Regions from separate parts of the Mus musculus genome. Here regions 1, 3 and 4 are each linked to region 2. Evidence: chromatin contacts called from public promoter capture Hi-C data. All regions are on one chromosome and are shown on one strand. The core of a region is the stretch at or near the end of the contact, and the rest is flanking DNA. Distances in the headings are between cores, read along the strand shown. Region 1 holds the start of Nagpa (N-acetylglucosamine-1-phosphodiester alpha-N-acetylglucosaminidase). Region 2 holds the start of Trap1 (TNF receptor-associated protein 1). Region 3 holds the start of Eef2kmt (eukaryotic elongation factor 2 lysine methyltransferase). Region 4 holds the start of Alg1 (asparagine-linked glycosylation 1 (beta-1,4-mannosyltransferase)).

What was found. Promoter capture Hi-C pulls out the DNA fragments that hold promoters and counts their contacts.
Region 1: a promoter capture Hi-C map of pre-B cells shows a contact between it and region 2, with 5 times the contacts expected there. The contact joins the promoter of Nagpa here to the promoter of Trap1 in region 2. A contact is called at or near these places in 3 of 39 promoter capture datasets (liver and pre-B cells), 2 of 115 datasets of contacts at active chromatin or transcription factors (large pre-B cells and pancreatic cancer cells) and 1 of 9 other capture datasets (liver).
Region 3: a contact with region 2 is called in a promoter capture Hi-C map of pre-B cells, with 4 times the contacts expected there. The contact joins the promoter of Eef2kmt here to the promoter of Trap1 in region 2. A contact is called at or near these places in 2 of 39 promoter capture datasets (liver and pre-B cells) and 1 of 115 datasets of contacts at active chromatin or transcription factors (pancreatic cancer cells).
Region 4: a promoter capture Hi-C map of pre-B cells shows a contact between it and region 2, with 6 times the contacts expected there. The contact joins the promoter of Alg1 here to the promoter of Trap1 in region 2. A contact is called at or near these places in 1 of 39 promoter capture datasets (pre-B cells) and 1 of 9 other capture datasets (liver).

What each region holds. Positions count from the first base shown.
Region 1 is chr16:5,202,169-5,205,780 of GRCm38.p6, forward strand. It overlaps Nagpa (N-acetylglucosamine-1-phosphodiester alpha-N-acetylglucosaminidase), which reads right to left and starts at 1,844. Exons shown (of 10, transcript NM_013796.3): 1 at 1,729-1,844; 2 at 1,173-1,631. The coding sequence starts at 1,814.
Region 2 is chr16:4,075,633-4,079,260 of GRCm38.p6, forward strand. Trap1 (TNF receptor-associated protein 1) reads right to left here and starts at 2,178. Exons shown (of 18, transcript NM_026508.2): 1 at 2,061-2,178. The coding sequence starts at 2,148.
Region 3 is chr16:5,254,090-5,257,210 of GRCm38.p6, forward strand. Eef2kmt (eukaryotic elongation factor 2 lysine methyltransferase) reads right to left here and starts at 1,867. Exons shown (of 8, transcript NM_027446.2): 1 at 1,752-1,867. The coding sequence starts at 1,847. It overlaps Gm15983 (a long non-coding RNA gene), which reads left to right and starts at 1,874. Exons shown (of 3, transcript XR_003951974.1): 1 at 1,874-1,922.
Region 4 is chr16:5,231,951-5,235,239 of GRCm38.p6, forward strand. It overlaps Alg1 (asparagine-linked glycosylation 1 (beta-1,4-mannosyltransferase)), which reads left to right and starts at 1,671. Exons shown (of 13, transcript NM_145362.2): 1 at 1,671-1,907; 2 at 3,016-3,093; 3 at 3,213-3,289. The coding sequence starts at 1,700.

The DNA.
Region 1 (3,612 bases), core at 594-3,093, 1.1 Mb after region 2:
TTTGGCAGTTAACAAGGGAGGATGGGCTGGAAAGACAGAGCATTGGGTAAAAGCCTTCCCACCACACATGTGAACCTGCGTTCAGATCCTCAGCACCCATGAGAAAGCTGGCTGGAACAGCACACACTGTAGCCTTAGTGCTGGGGTGGGGTGGACAGAGGGAAGCAGGAGGGCCCTGGGGTTTGCCGGCCAGCCAGGTTAACTGAACCAGTGATCTCTAGATTCAGATTTTGTGTTAGAAAATAAGATGGAGGAAAAGAGAATAGAAGACATTTGAAATCAAACTCTGGTCTCCCCTCAGGCACACACAGATGCACACACATTTAAAAAAAAAAAGTAGGAGGTGAGCAGGTCAGTGGACCATTGTAAAGGAGCAATAGGGGTACTGAGACAGTGATCATGACAACAAGTCTGGAAGGGAGTCCAAGAGAGGAGCAAGGGAGATGGCTGGAATGTAGAGAGGTTGAAGGACAGAGCCAGGGAAGAGAAACTGCAGGCGCTGGTCACTGGCAGAAGTTTTAGGATCTGTGAAAACCTAAGATCAACAGTGGTGACACTGGCTGATGTTGAAGGATGAAGAACCAGATACATGGGCAGGCCCAGAAATTGCAACCAAGGGCTGAGAAGAGTTGGGGAAAGCCCACTTCCCAGCCTTGGCAAAAAACGGAACCTTGGAAGAGAACTGGAACACCAGATGGCGCTACCTTCTACTCCTGCCTGCCTGCTGTCAACTCTGGCTGCTGTCAAATTTCAAGAAACACAGAAACTTCCAAAGGCTGCCCTCAACAAGCTCCTTGTCTAACCTGGATTTTTATCAGGACAGCAAAAGGCCTCCAGCTAGCTGTCTGGGACTGCTCCATAAACTCTACACTATTTCCAATTGGTTCCATGGCTTCGTTGAACACGAAATGTTTCTCTAATACTACACAAAGTTCACTAGGGCACAAACTGTGTTCAGGCTCACGGTCGCCTCCCCAAGTCCCCACACACGGCCTGATCACAGATTATTCAGTGGCACATGAATAAACTTAAAGGAAGGAAGGTGTCAGCGTCATTACTCGGAAGAAGAAAGACAGGAAGTTTGGTTAGGGACCTGGACTCGGAGGCATGGCTCTGAAAGAACATCAGAGACCCTTTGCCCTCTACAGCCCCGGGGCTCCCTGCCTCCTCACCCGGTGACTATGGTTCCATCGCGTCGGATACCGAACTGCGCGTTCTGCAGTCCCCCTGAGCTGCTCACCAGCCGCCCGTCGCTCACCACGTTCCCCAAGCACTCGCCAGTGCTCATGCGGAAGAAGCCACCGTTCTGAGCGATGCGGCAACCGGCCGGGACGGCTGTGTCCTCCACAGTAGCGCGGCGCTTCTGCGCGCAGCCCCCGGCTCCTCCGGGCTCCAGCACCGAGAAAGTGCGTAGGGGATCGGCGACCCGCGTCAGGTGGCCGGCCACCGCGCGCCCCTCGAAGTGCGACACGAAGGTGCGCACGGCCGCGTGGTGGCTGGCGCCGGGGTTCGTGGGTGGCGGAGGCCAGCTCTCCTGCTCTGGGCTACCTGAGCGCACCCGGGCGCAGTCTCGCGAGGGACGTCTGCGCGCTAGTGGGTAAGGCAGCAGCAGGTCATCGTCGCGGGAAACCCTGCAGGGACGGGGCGATCGTGAGGTCGGAGGGCTGTGCCTGAGAGCGCTCAGGAAAGGTGGACCCCAGCCAGGCTGGCCCCGGCGGCTGCACTCACCCGAAGCTTAGGCTGCACCACGCCACCCCGAGTAAGCCGAGCAGCGCGGGTATGAGGAACAGCCCGGGCCCCCTGGGCGCCGCCATATTGGATTGGTGCTCCGGTCACGTGGGCTCGCCCCACGTGATTCCAGGCCAGGCTGTTGGGTGCTTTGATTACGCATTCGAATTCCATCAGAGAGGGTAAGGCTGGAAGGGAGATAGATAGCTTTTTATTCTCATATTATGTCAAACTTACAGAAAATTGCAAGAACAGATGCTGGGCCTGTGTAAGTCTGTACAGAACTTGCTTCTCGTGCTTAAAGCCCTAGTTCCTTCTGTGTTGCACAAACCAGAAGTGGTGGCCCACGCCACAACCCCAGCATTCAGCAGAGGCAGGAGAATCGGAAGTTAAGAGGTTGGCTATTCTTGGCTAGTTAGTTAGTTTGAGACCAGTCTGGACTACTTGAGACTTTATCTGAAAGACAAGAAGAGGAAAAGGAGCCTAGGGGGTAAGAGGAGGAAAAGATGGAGGAGGAGGAAGAGGAACTTTTAAGAGTGAAGCTCGAGGCCAGCCTGGTCTACAGAGTGAGTTCCAGGACAGCCAGGGCTACACAGAGAAACCTTGTCTCGAAAAACAAAACAAACGAGAGAGAGAGAGAGAGAGAGAGAGAGAGAGAGGCTTGCAGCCCACTCGTGGTGGTGCACACCTTTCATCCTAGCATTTGCTAGACCTGTCTGACTGGATTAACTCTTGTGTTTTGGGTAGCTTGGTTTATCTTCGTTTTTGTTTAATTTTATTTTTGAAGCAGGGTCTCTGATTTATAGGTAGGCTGGCTTGAAATTCAGTGTGTAGACTGGTCTAGAGCCTCTTGCTTCTACCTAATCCCCAAGTGATGGGATTAAAGGCACAGGTCCCCAACCTGGCCCTGTTTTGGGTATCTTAGAATGACAGGTCTCCACTCTTTCCTCCTCTTGACCAGAAGAAACTAGTTTTCCTCTAGGATATAGGAACGACTGGCGAGATGGCACAGCACATAAATGAACTCGCTGTGCAACCTGAGATGAAGACCCTGAACCCATGGAGAGGAGGAAGAAGAGAATTGGCTGTAGAAAGTCTGATCTACATGTGTGCACCACTGCCTATGCACCCACTTGTATCTCACACACAGACCATAATAACTGACTGACTCAAGCTTTCAGGTGACAAGTGTCCTGTGTTATAGTAAGTCCCGAGCCTGGGATCCTCCTGGCGAGTGTCCCCTTGAAGCACGGCTTGTGCTTCAGTGCTGCCTGTCAGAGGCTGCTCTTCTTAGGGCTTACCCAAAGGCAGAGCCCAACGCAAAGTCCAGTTCCTGACCTCCTCAGGGGCATTGTCAATCTAGTAGGTGCCAGGGATTTGAATAGGTTTAAGCCCCTTTCTGTCTACAGTGAGCAGTGTGTGTGCTTGAAACCAGAGCCATGCTTCTTGGGGTCTGTGTGTGATCAGGCTCAGCCATCTGTACTGAGCCTTGTCCTTCCCAAAACTCATGGTCTTTGCAAGGCCTCAGAATGGGTTTCTTTGTATGTCTGGGTTTCTTAGGCACAATTTGTTTAGATGAGGTCATCCTAGAACTCAGGGGATTGCAAACCTAGTCTGACTGCTGTACTGAGAAGAGGCAGATACACACAGGGGAGGCAGGGCCACATGGAGGCATTGCAGCCACTGGAGAGGGGCAGCCACAAGCCAAGTGATGTCTAAGATGTCCAACAGCCACCGCCACTCAGAGGCAGGCAGCAGACTGAGCCCAGATTCTTCTGAGATCTCCAGAGAGCCTGCATGGCTGGCGTGCTAGTTCTTAGAAGCTCACACAGCTAAGAGCCAGCAAACAGCTCTTCACAAATGACTCTGAGGTCTGAAGTAAGC
Region 2 (3,628 bases), core at 928-3,427:
ATATGCTGGCTGTTTTTCTGCAATTCTTGTTGGGTTTCAGTCCCTGGCACAAGAGACTGAGGTACATATTTTACACACTAAAGCAGACCTGGCCTCTAGATTCTCTCAGTATCTCACTCCCTACCTGGCATACCCTGCCCCTAATCCTAAACTTTCCAGCCCAGGGGCTGGGCTGCCCTTCCTCTAGACGTTCCTTCTTATATAATCTAGACATTTTGATGTGTGTCTCGCTCTGTCTCTTTCTCTGCCCCCTACACACACACACACCCCTTCCCAAGGCAACTTTCCTGGCCTTGGTCCTTGGGGTCAGTGAACTCGAGAGAGCAGCTTCCCAATAGACCTGCCTTTACTATAATCTAATCTGGTTTATCTCACTGGCTGTGGAGATATAACCTATCAATTACAAATGTCAGACCATCTCCAATTTACAGAAGACACAGGTGAGAGCTAGTTACATGGAGTGCCACTTCCTGTCTGGCCTTCTAGTTGTATCCTACCTTGACAAGTTTATTATAGATGGCAAGCATGAACTTAGGAGCATCAGCAAAGACAGAAATCAGGGAAGCTCTGGAGAAACAATGAGTCAAACAACCAATTGACCAATCAACCAACAGCACGGGGTTCTTGATAGCTGATACTTCCCAGAAGGAACACAAGGAAGCAGGCTGAAATCTTTAATGAAGTGGCAATCTCTCCAATAGGAAATGGATACTATGTATGTATTTTCTCCACCTAAGACCCAGGGAGAATTAGTGCCACCACAGCAGCAGGCAAAGTCGGTGAAAAGGAGCACCAATGTTGCAAATAAAAAACTTGAGCTAGACTCCAGAGTCAACTTTGGGAACAGACTGAGCAAACCAGCCAAGGTTGAGAAGGTGTTTGCAGAACATGATGCAAAGATACACAAGAAATCAGAGAAGATACGGATCCACTGTTAAGTAAAACCAGCTTCTCTGTAGATAGAAATCACAAGAGATGTCTTCTACACAGAGCTCTTTTTTTTTTTAGTATTCTCCGTGGCACTGGGGACCAATTCAGGGCCTATGCAAGCCAAGCACAAACTGCCTTTGGGGGCTCTTTTTTTGTTGTTTTGGTTTGAGACATACTCAAATGTTGGAAAAGATACTATGGGTAAATCAGTTTTGCTACTAGAGGACACATATACAGACAAAAGTATTTTGAGCACCAGGCACTGTGGCACACTTTAATCCTACCACTCTGGGGAGCAGAGGCAGATGAATCTCTGTGAGTTTGTGACCACCCTGGCCAGGCGGAACATATATGGTGAAACCCTGTCACCCTCCCCACACCCAATAAAAAACTGAGGTGAAGTTTGGCAGATTAGCTAATACAGAAATAAAAGGGCAAATTCTGAAACCGAAAACATGTTCCTAAAGATTTAAGCAATCGCTCACTCAAATCTGTTAAACACTGTAACGATATTTGTGGCCAAGAGAACATTTAGTGGAGGATGAGAGCGACAAAACTTCGGAAAGCCATTGGGAAGCTATGTTTATGCGAAACATAAATGTAATGAATGCCAGAAGCTTTAATATTCTTTCGCAGTTAATTCTTGACTTGAGCCCTTTTATGTAAAAATAGCTGTAAATACGTATAATTTAAGTGTATGTAACGCTAACATCTTCACTGTTACATGAGTGCGGGGTGGGAAAGTATAGATTAAGGTTATTCTCTCTCCTTTCCTTTCTCTTTCAATTCCAGGGATCAAACACGCGGAGTTCACTGGCTCCCTGAAGTCCTGGGTAACCGTTGGTTTTGCTCACCGTAGTTACCCCAGGGCTTGACTTCTGCGAGAGCTGAGCTTGTGAACAGCCGCGTGCAACGAACTTGTCAACCCAAGCGCGGGAGCGTCTGCAATCAGGACTACCAGGGACTGACGAGAGCAGGCTGTGGCTGCCCGTGACTCGGCTCCCCAAAAGCGACCACAAGGTCCTACTCCCCGCCCCACTTAGCAGCTCCGGCGCAGTGCGGCCTCCCGCCGGTCTAAGAGTGTGCACACAGCCTCAGACGCCGCCTCTGCGCTCTCGTGCCGCGCTCACCTCGCCGAACTCCAGCCAGCGCGGGGGCCCGCAGTACAGTCTGCAGCCCGCGGCCCCACAGCAACACAGCTCGCAGCTCGCACGCCATGCTTCCTTTCCCAAGTGTGGCTAACAGCCTAACAGAGTGATGAGGGGGCCTTCCGCGGGGGCGGCTCAGTGACGTCATGGCGCGCGACGGGCTGTCCAAGGCGTTGCCTGTGCGAGAACGGGAACGCAGCAAACCGCAGCGCGGGGGCCCTGAAGACTGTACTTTTTGACCTTGGATCTCAGTGACAAGGTCGCTGATCCCTTGCATTGTGCGTGTGAGGGTTATAGTGTCCCCGGCCCGCGGTGCTGGCGGTCCCTAGGCGGGAGCATCCCATTCTCGAGATGGCACTACCCAGCTGGAGTGTGGATCCACTGAAAAACTCTTACAGCAATGCCAAAACCTACACTTTGACAAATTTTAGGTTTGACTGTTATTCGCCAAAACGTGAGCTCAGTAACCAACACCTTTGGACTTACCCGTTTATTGTGACTTTCTCCCTACTGGAAGCTTGTTTGGGGATCCAGGCCACAAACCTTGTCTCTAAAGTTTTTTTTTTTTTTTTTTTTTTTGTTTTTTTGTTTTTTTGTTTTTGTTTTTCGAGACAGGGTTTCTCTGTATAGCCCTGGCTGTCCTGGAACTCACTTTGTAGACCAGGCTGGCCTCGAACTCAGAAATCCACCTGCCTCTGCCTCCCAAGTGCTGGGATTAAAGGCTTGCACCACCACGCCCGGCCCTCTAAAGTTTAATCCAAACTCCAGCCGCCTCCAGAGCAGGTCGCTTGTCCCGGTCCTAACCTCAGAGTAAGGCCCAGCGAGGACCTTTCTGACAGGTTCTCGCTTGATTCTGACACACACCAGATACATTTTCCTATGATCAGATTTTACTAAAACATTAGAGCGATTATCTAGCTTGTTAGCAGACACTAGTAGCAAGAGCAGTTAATTCCTGGATCCAGAATAGACTTGAAGTTTTGGTATAGGGAATGTTTAGTTACTGTTCTAGGTTGACAAGGATTGCTCCCACATTGACTTTATAGATGGAAAATAGATAAGAATGGGCAGATATGAGGCCAAACTTTAATACAGGCTCTGTATTTAAAGTGCCTGTTGCCCTGATAACCCCAAGAAATTGACAGAGCACTGTGTGCCTGTGATCTCAGTGCTGGGGAGACAGAAACAAGAGAATCCTTGGGTTTTGCTAGCCAACCAATCTGATTCTGATGTCCCATGTTCAGTAAAAGGCCATGTTTCAATATAAGGTGGAGAGAGCACCTGAACACCTCACAATTCCTACCCCTAACCCCCAGCCAGTTCTGCTCCTGCTGGGCCCACATCCTCCACAACCAGCCCCACCCCTGCTCCCTAGTGTCTTTTTCCATGGTCACCCTTAGATCCTCACAGTTCTAGCTTCTGCCCCCAGGTTCTGTATTACCTCCTCTAATCTGCCTGAGTCCCAGTCATCACACAGAATAGCTTCTCTTGATACTAATCCTCGAGGTTTCATTCTTTTAATTCTCCATTCTGGAATCATCTCTTCAGTC
Region 3 (3,121 bases), core at 617-3,116, 1.2 Mb after region 2:
CAACAGTAATCAGGCGGTTAAGTCCACAATTCGTGTTCATGATAGTCTTTAGGTTCTTGGTAGAAGCGCTCTTATGTTCATTCTCCTATACATAAGCTACAGTTTGGGGGATGGGGCAGTATGACTCCCTAATTTGGAGCTGTGGGACTCTCCCTTTCTACCTTGGTTGCCTTCAGCAAAAGGATTGTCAGTCTGACAGCTTATACCAGCCTTGGCTGCCTGAACACTCCATAAACACCCTTAGACAACCAGACCTGATTGTCATGACTGCTGAAGCTGCGGGCTCAGCCGGGGCTGTTTGAAACTTTTTGCTGTTACAAACCTGGGTGTACAGTGTATTGCTCTGCACTCATTTCCTGTGGGACAGAGGGGAGCACGCCCCCTAGTGGCGTAGCGGAAGGATGGCTGGGATGGAACAAGAGGCAAAGCCGTGATTGGTTCAGACACCTACACAGCCTGCTGCTGTGGTCAAAGAGGGAGTAGACTGTAAGGAACCCTCCCGCGCTACCTCCTGGGAAGAGTCTCTTGCCTACTTTAGTAGTGCGGGCTGCGGGGGTAACAAGGAGAAAGCAGACCCAGTCAAGGCTCAACAGTGGACGGCAGAATTGTAAAAGCAGACAGGCTGGCCATGGTCAAGAGCTAATGAATCCGCACTTCCAAGACCTGCACAAGAGCTGTATGTTTCTAAGGGCTGCTGCCAAGGGCTGAAGAAATCCAATACCTTGGCCTGCTGGGAAGCTCGCAGCCAAAAATGTCCTAAGAACTCCCGGAGGGCCAAGGGCCCTACACTCAAGAAACCTGCAATTACTGGTCTTGTCTGCCTACAGCCGGCACAGAAAAACACAGTCAGCAGAGATCAGCACTCCCAGAACTTTTTGTCTATCTATGATTTCTAGCTGGGCAAAGGAAAAGAAGTCCAGCTGTTTAGTAGCAAGAGGCTGCTATCATTGTATCCTTTACTGTATTAATTAGAAATGATGGCACAGAGATGTAGCCTCTTGTAAAGTCCCACAGCACACAGGGGGTTGAATTAGAACTATAAGCAGGAAGCTGGCCTCCCCGGCCAGAGCTCTGATTCTTTCCTTCTTAAACTCCTGGTCAAATGGAGTGACCACAGACGCCAGTGCTGTGCACTGTGGGTGACCCTGAGCAAGTACTTAGCACAGCACATGAACTATTATTACAGTTGACATTGAATAAGGACTTATATGTTATTCGGGTTTCGTTTTGCGTTAAGACCAGAGATATTTTATGTCGATGAAATAATACAACTACCCAAACCACCCAACGAAACCGGGTAGACTCTGGAGGAATACAAATCTATAGTAACTCATGCCGGTGAGCTCACCGCACAAGAGTTAACAGCGAGGCACGCTCTAAAGGATCCTCGCGTCCGAGCTGCAGGTCCCCAGGCCACAGGGAAGCACCATTTTCAGTCCGAACTCCCTCTGAGACGGTTCTGCCTGAAGCCTGCCCTTCGGATGGGGACCTGGCCTCCTTTTCAGGAGAGCGCGGCTCTTGCCATTTGAAGACGTTTAGTTTTTCAAAGTTGTTTTGCAGTCGCCAAGATGACCGATTACTGGCTTAAAAGTTGCTAAAATAATCCAGCCCGGTTCGTGACCCTGTAAACCCTGCCGGGGAAGGGCCCGCCTGCCTCCCCCAGTCCAGCGGTGAGCAAAGGCGGCCCGAGACTCCCGGCCCCGCCGCCCGTGGTGCTCGACCCTGATACCCGCCGCACGCCCGCCGCCCACCTGCCAGGGAAAGGAGGGCAGCGCGCGAGCCGCCAGGAAGCGGCGCTCGAAACTCTGCAGCAGAGACGTGGCCCCCTCGTGGTCCTCAGGCGCCATCGCGGGGCAGGGCCAGGGTTGCCTGGAAACGGGCGGAAGCGAGGCCTGAGACGGAGGAGGCGTGGCAACTAGGAGGTAAGATGTGGGCGGGGGCTAGTCTATGTTCCGGCCCAGGAGGCGGGGCAAGATGGTGCCCGCGGGGCGGGGAGTACGGTGGGGCAGGGTTAGAGGCGGACCGGGCCGGGTTGGGCCTGACTGGGGAGCGTTTTAAACAGTTCCTGGAGCTGGAGCTGGCAACTTGGAGGCGAAGCCTAGACTGGCTTGGGGGCGGGGCTCAGAGGGCGGTCCTTGGCAGGAACTGGGGGTTGGAAGGTGGGCCCGAGCGGGAATGGGGGTGGGGCTGAGATTGAGGTTGAGCAACTCTTAGCCGGTTGTCTTTGGGTGGTCTGGGGCGAGCTCAGATCAGCCGGGGGCGAGGCTAGGGTGGGTCTGCCCTCGAAGTAGCCGAGGAAGATTTTTGGAGGGGTCTAACCCCACCTGGGTGTTAGGAAGTGATACCTGGGATCCTTCAGCCTACCTGCGCACGCACACGCGCGAGTGCGCGCGTGTACACACACACATCCACGAAGCCAGGTCAGCATAGGGGACCAAGGAGTTGGTCTTTATTCCCTGAACTGGGTTCATTTAAATAAAATGAACTGAGATTGTTTCTGTGGGGTTTCATCTTTTAATTTCTTTACGTTATTTGTGTATATGTGTTCACACACACACACACATATAACAGTAACAGTATCTGCTCTGAAAATTAGTGCACAGAATTGCAGAGGCTTCCAGCAGGAGTTTTGTTTCATCTTGCAAGGAATAGAATCTGAACTAAGAGTGGGAGTTAGCTGCAGTGGGTGGCAGAGTATTCTGTTCAAAGTCCCTAGAGTTGAAAGGCAGGACACTGGCAAGCCACCCCTGTTGTCCTCCAAGTGTGCACTGTCATTCAAGGTGTAACAGTTCAGTTTAGCAAATGTCTCAAAATCTCCATTTGGAAGCTTCTAGAGCTAGCTTGTTAAATATACTTGCAGAATGTTGATGAAGGGGACAGATTGTATCCCATTACCTCCTTTAGACAAGAAATCCTGAGGTTTGTTTTGGAGAACAACAGAAGGGAATTAATTACAGTCAGGTCTGTGACCCTCCAAAAATCCAGGCCAGCATAGGGGACCAAGATGGGATTGGTCTTTTATTCCCTGAGCTGACTTGATTTAAATAAAATGAACTATGATTGTTTCTGTGGGATTTTGCCTTTTAATTTCTTTACATTGATTATTTGTGTATGTGTGTGT
Region 4 (3,289 bases), core at 421-2,920, 1.2 Mb after region 2:
AATAAAAAAAATTCCTGCCTGAACTTACTTCCTTGTCATGGCCTAATGTCAGATTCCTGCCCCAAGCCCATTTCCTTGTCCTTGGCCAATGTCAGATTCCTGCCATGCAGCCCCCAAAGCTCCCCACACAGCAGTACTTTTCTAGCTGGCAAAGTCAGGAACTCTAGAGTTCATGCCACTATCATTATCTTATGCATCTCTTTCTTTCTCCCTTTATTGCCCATACTTAAAAAGTTCTCCCTTCCTTCCTTCCTTCCTTCCTTCCTTCCTTCCTTCCTTCCTTCCTTCCTTCTTCCCTCCCTCCCTCCCTTCCTCCCTCCCTTCCTTCTTTCCCTTCCTTTCTTTCTCTATAACCCATTGTCTATTCGTCTCTCCCTAAACTTGAGTCTCCTTTTTCTCCTTATAAGCTGAAAGCCAACAAGCTTTAGTGAGCTTTCTGTTTCTGCCCCTCACAGCTGAGATTATAGGTTTTGTGGTGACATCCAGCTTGTTACATGGGTGTCAGGATTTGAACTCCTGTCATGATTGCAAGTAAGAGCTCTTAACTGCTGAGTCATTTATCCAGCCCCTTATTTTTTTGAGTTCTTGTCATAAGCTGCCCAGGCAGGTCTTGAACTCTCTATGGAGTCGAGGATGACCTTGGCTTCTCCTCCACAGTGCCAGAATTACAGGCTATACTATGCCTGCTTCCTCTCTTTTGTATTTGAATTGTTGTATTCAATGTGCATGCATCTTAACAAATGAAGAGATAAACATTTTGCTTAATAAATTTTCTCACTGGAAGGCACCTCTGCTAAAGAGCCAGAGGCCCTATGGTCTCTTGCCTTCTACCAACAAAGATCGGTTTCCATGTGTAGCCATGATCTTGTTTATACATTCACTTCTCAGGGAATGGCCTCTTTCCTCAACAAAACTAGGAAATTCATCCAAATTGTTTTTATTTATTTAGTGTACAAGGGAGGTGCTGTGTGTGTCACAGCAGGAGCGTGGAAGTCAGAGGATGTAGAGAGTTGATTCTCTCCTTCCTGAGATGGTACCCTACTTTAGCATCAAACACCTTTACCTGAAGAAAACTCATCAGCCTCTCATCTAAAATTTAATCTCTCTTGTTAGATTATTAAAGGCAGCTACTGAGAGAGTAGATAAAAGAGGCTGGGTCTGATCATAGCCGAGACAAGTTCATGTACGGTGAGGGTACATTTTTGTGTAGATGGCTAAGATACTCACAGAAGATGAGATATGGCCTCCTATAGGGGTAGAAATGACTTCACAGTCCGTAAGGGAAGCTGAGAAGTGTACTCTAGCAGCAGGTAATCATTATCATCATTATTATAGTTTGAAATTTATCTTAGCGGTCTTTAAAAGAAGTTCTTAGACTCCAATAAAGGTACAGCTTTACTTTCACAGGGGAAAACACACTTCAGAGAACTTGGCATGGCTAAGTCCATTCTTGGGCTCCTTAAGTAACTCTTCAAAGGCCTCCTACCCTTTCCAGGCCCCGCCCCCCCGTTCAGAGCCCGCCCCCATCTTCCAAATTCTCTTTCCTTTTCTCCCAGACCTCGCCTTATCCAAGGCTCCGCCTCCTCCTTCGTAAAGAGGCGATTTCATAATCACCTCCCCCTGGGCAGGGTCTGGGGTGTGCGCTTGCGCATAGCGAGGCTTCCGGGCCCGGTCACGTGCTCGGCGCCGGCCGGCCAAGATGGCAGCGTCCTGCGTGGCGCTGCTGGTTCTGGCGCTGCTGTTGCTGGTGCTGCTGCTGGGCTTGTGGAAGCGTGGGCGGCAAACGGGCAGGGCCCGGCACATGGTCGTCGTGGTGCTGGGCGACGTGGGCCGCAGCCCCCGCATGCAGTACCACGCGCTGTCATTGGCCCAGAGCGGCTTTTCGGTGACGCTGCTGGGGTTCTACAGTGAGTGGCGGGGACCTGAGAGGGAGGCTCAATCAGGAGCCTTGACTCTCCCTGTTTTGGGACAGAGGCGGGAGCAGCTGTGCTCCTCTCCTGCCTGTTCTGGTCTGGACCGCTGTTTTCTGGTGTCTGGGAGCAGCGGGCGTCAGTCGCCGTTTACCATACGTGAGGACTACAAATAGATCGGTTGCAAAAGTGTCTGTCACTTGCTTTGTTTAGGTAGTGCACAGACAGGCTGCAACCCTGGTGTGTGAGACCTTAGTGCTGGTCACCACTTCCTCATGCTGCCTTTGTCACTGAGTTGGCAGGCTGAATGTTTCTTCACATCCCTTGTCCAGCCGCAGAGCTTTTCTTGCTGTGGATGGTTCTCTTGTCCCCTAAGGTGTAGGCAGAGGTGTCCACTCCCTCATCATGTCCACGTGGATGATTTTTCAGGGGTTCACTCTTACTATGCAGCCTCTAGCTGGTTTGGATCTCACTATGTAGGCCAGAGTGTCCTTGAACTCACAGAGATCCACTTGCTACTGCCTTTAGAGTGTTGGGATTAAAGGCATGCACTTTAGTAGCCCCTCAGGTATCCAACCTTTTGACACAGTCATATGAAATCTGCTAGCATGTTGGGGACATTCATAACTATCCTCGAACACGTGCTGGGCACCTCAAATTGGATCTGCGAACTTGGGGGTGGCCCAGCTCTATCTAAGGGAAAGTGGAAATAGCCCTTATTGGTCCCCGTGTGGAGTGCTATCCTAGGGCAGACTGCCATCCAGGAGTTCTACTCTTTATCAGTTAAATTGGGTCCCTATTGCATGCCAGTCATCAGGTTAAATTAAGTAGGTATGATGAATGCCCTTCGAGGGTATTCTATAGAAGAACACAAAGTGACCTCATTTTCTATTCTGGGTACTGGGGACCTGTGAGGTTTTGATAGGTGTTATTTTCCTTCCACCTTGTTTACTTGAGATGGGCATGCTTTGTAGCACATGCTGGCTTTGAACACTTTATCCTGCCTTATCCTTCCAAGTACTGGAATTACAGATGTGAAGGAACACACCCAGCTGACTGTAACTGGCTATTTCTGATACCTGAAAGGGCTCATTTGCATTTGCAGACTCCAAACCTCGAGATGAACTCTTGCAGAATGATAGGATTCGGATTGTGAAGTTGACAGATCTGCGGGGCCTGGGAGGTAGGACCAGTCAACTCCAGGTTCTTGACTAGGGGTAGGGATGGTTGCGTATTGGGAAGATGAAGGGACTCTCAGTGCCAAGAGCTCTTTTGTAGAGACAGATGTTTTCTGACTTGCAGCTGGGCCCCGAATTCTCCAGTATGGAGTCAAGGTTGTATTTCAGGCAGTGTACTTGCTGTGGAAGATGATGCGCATG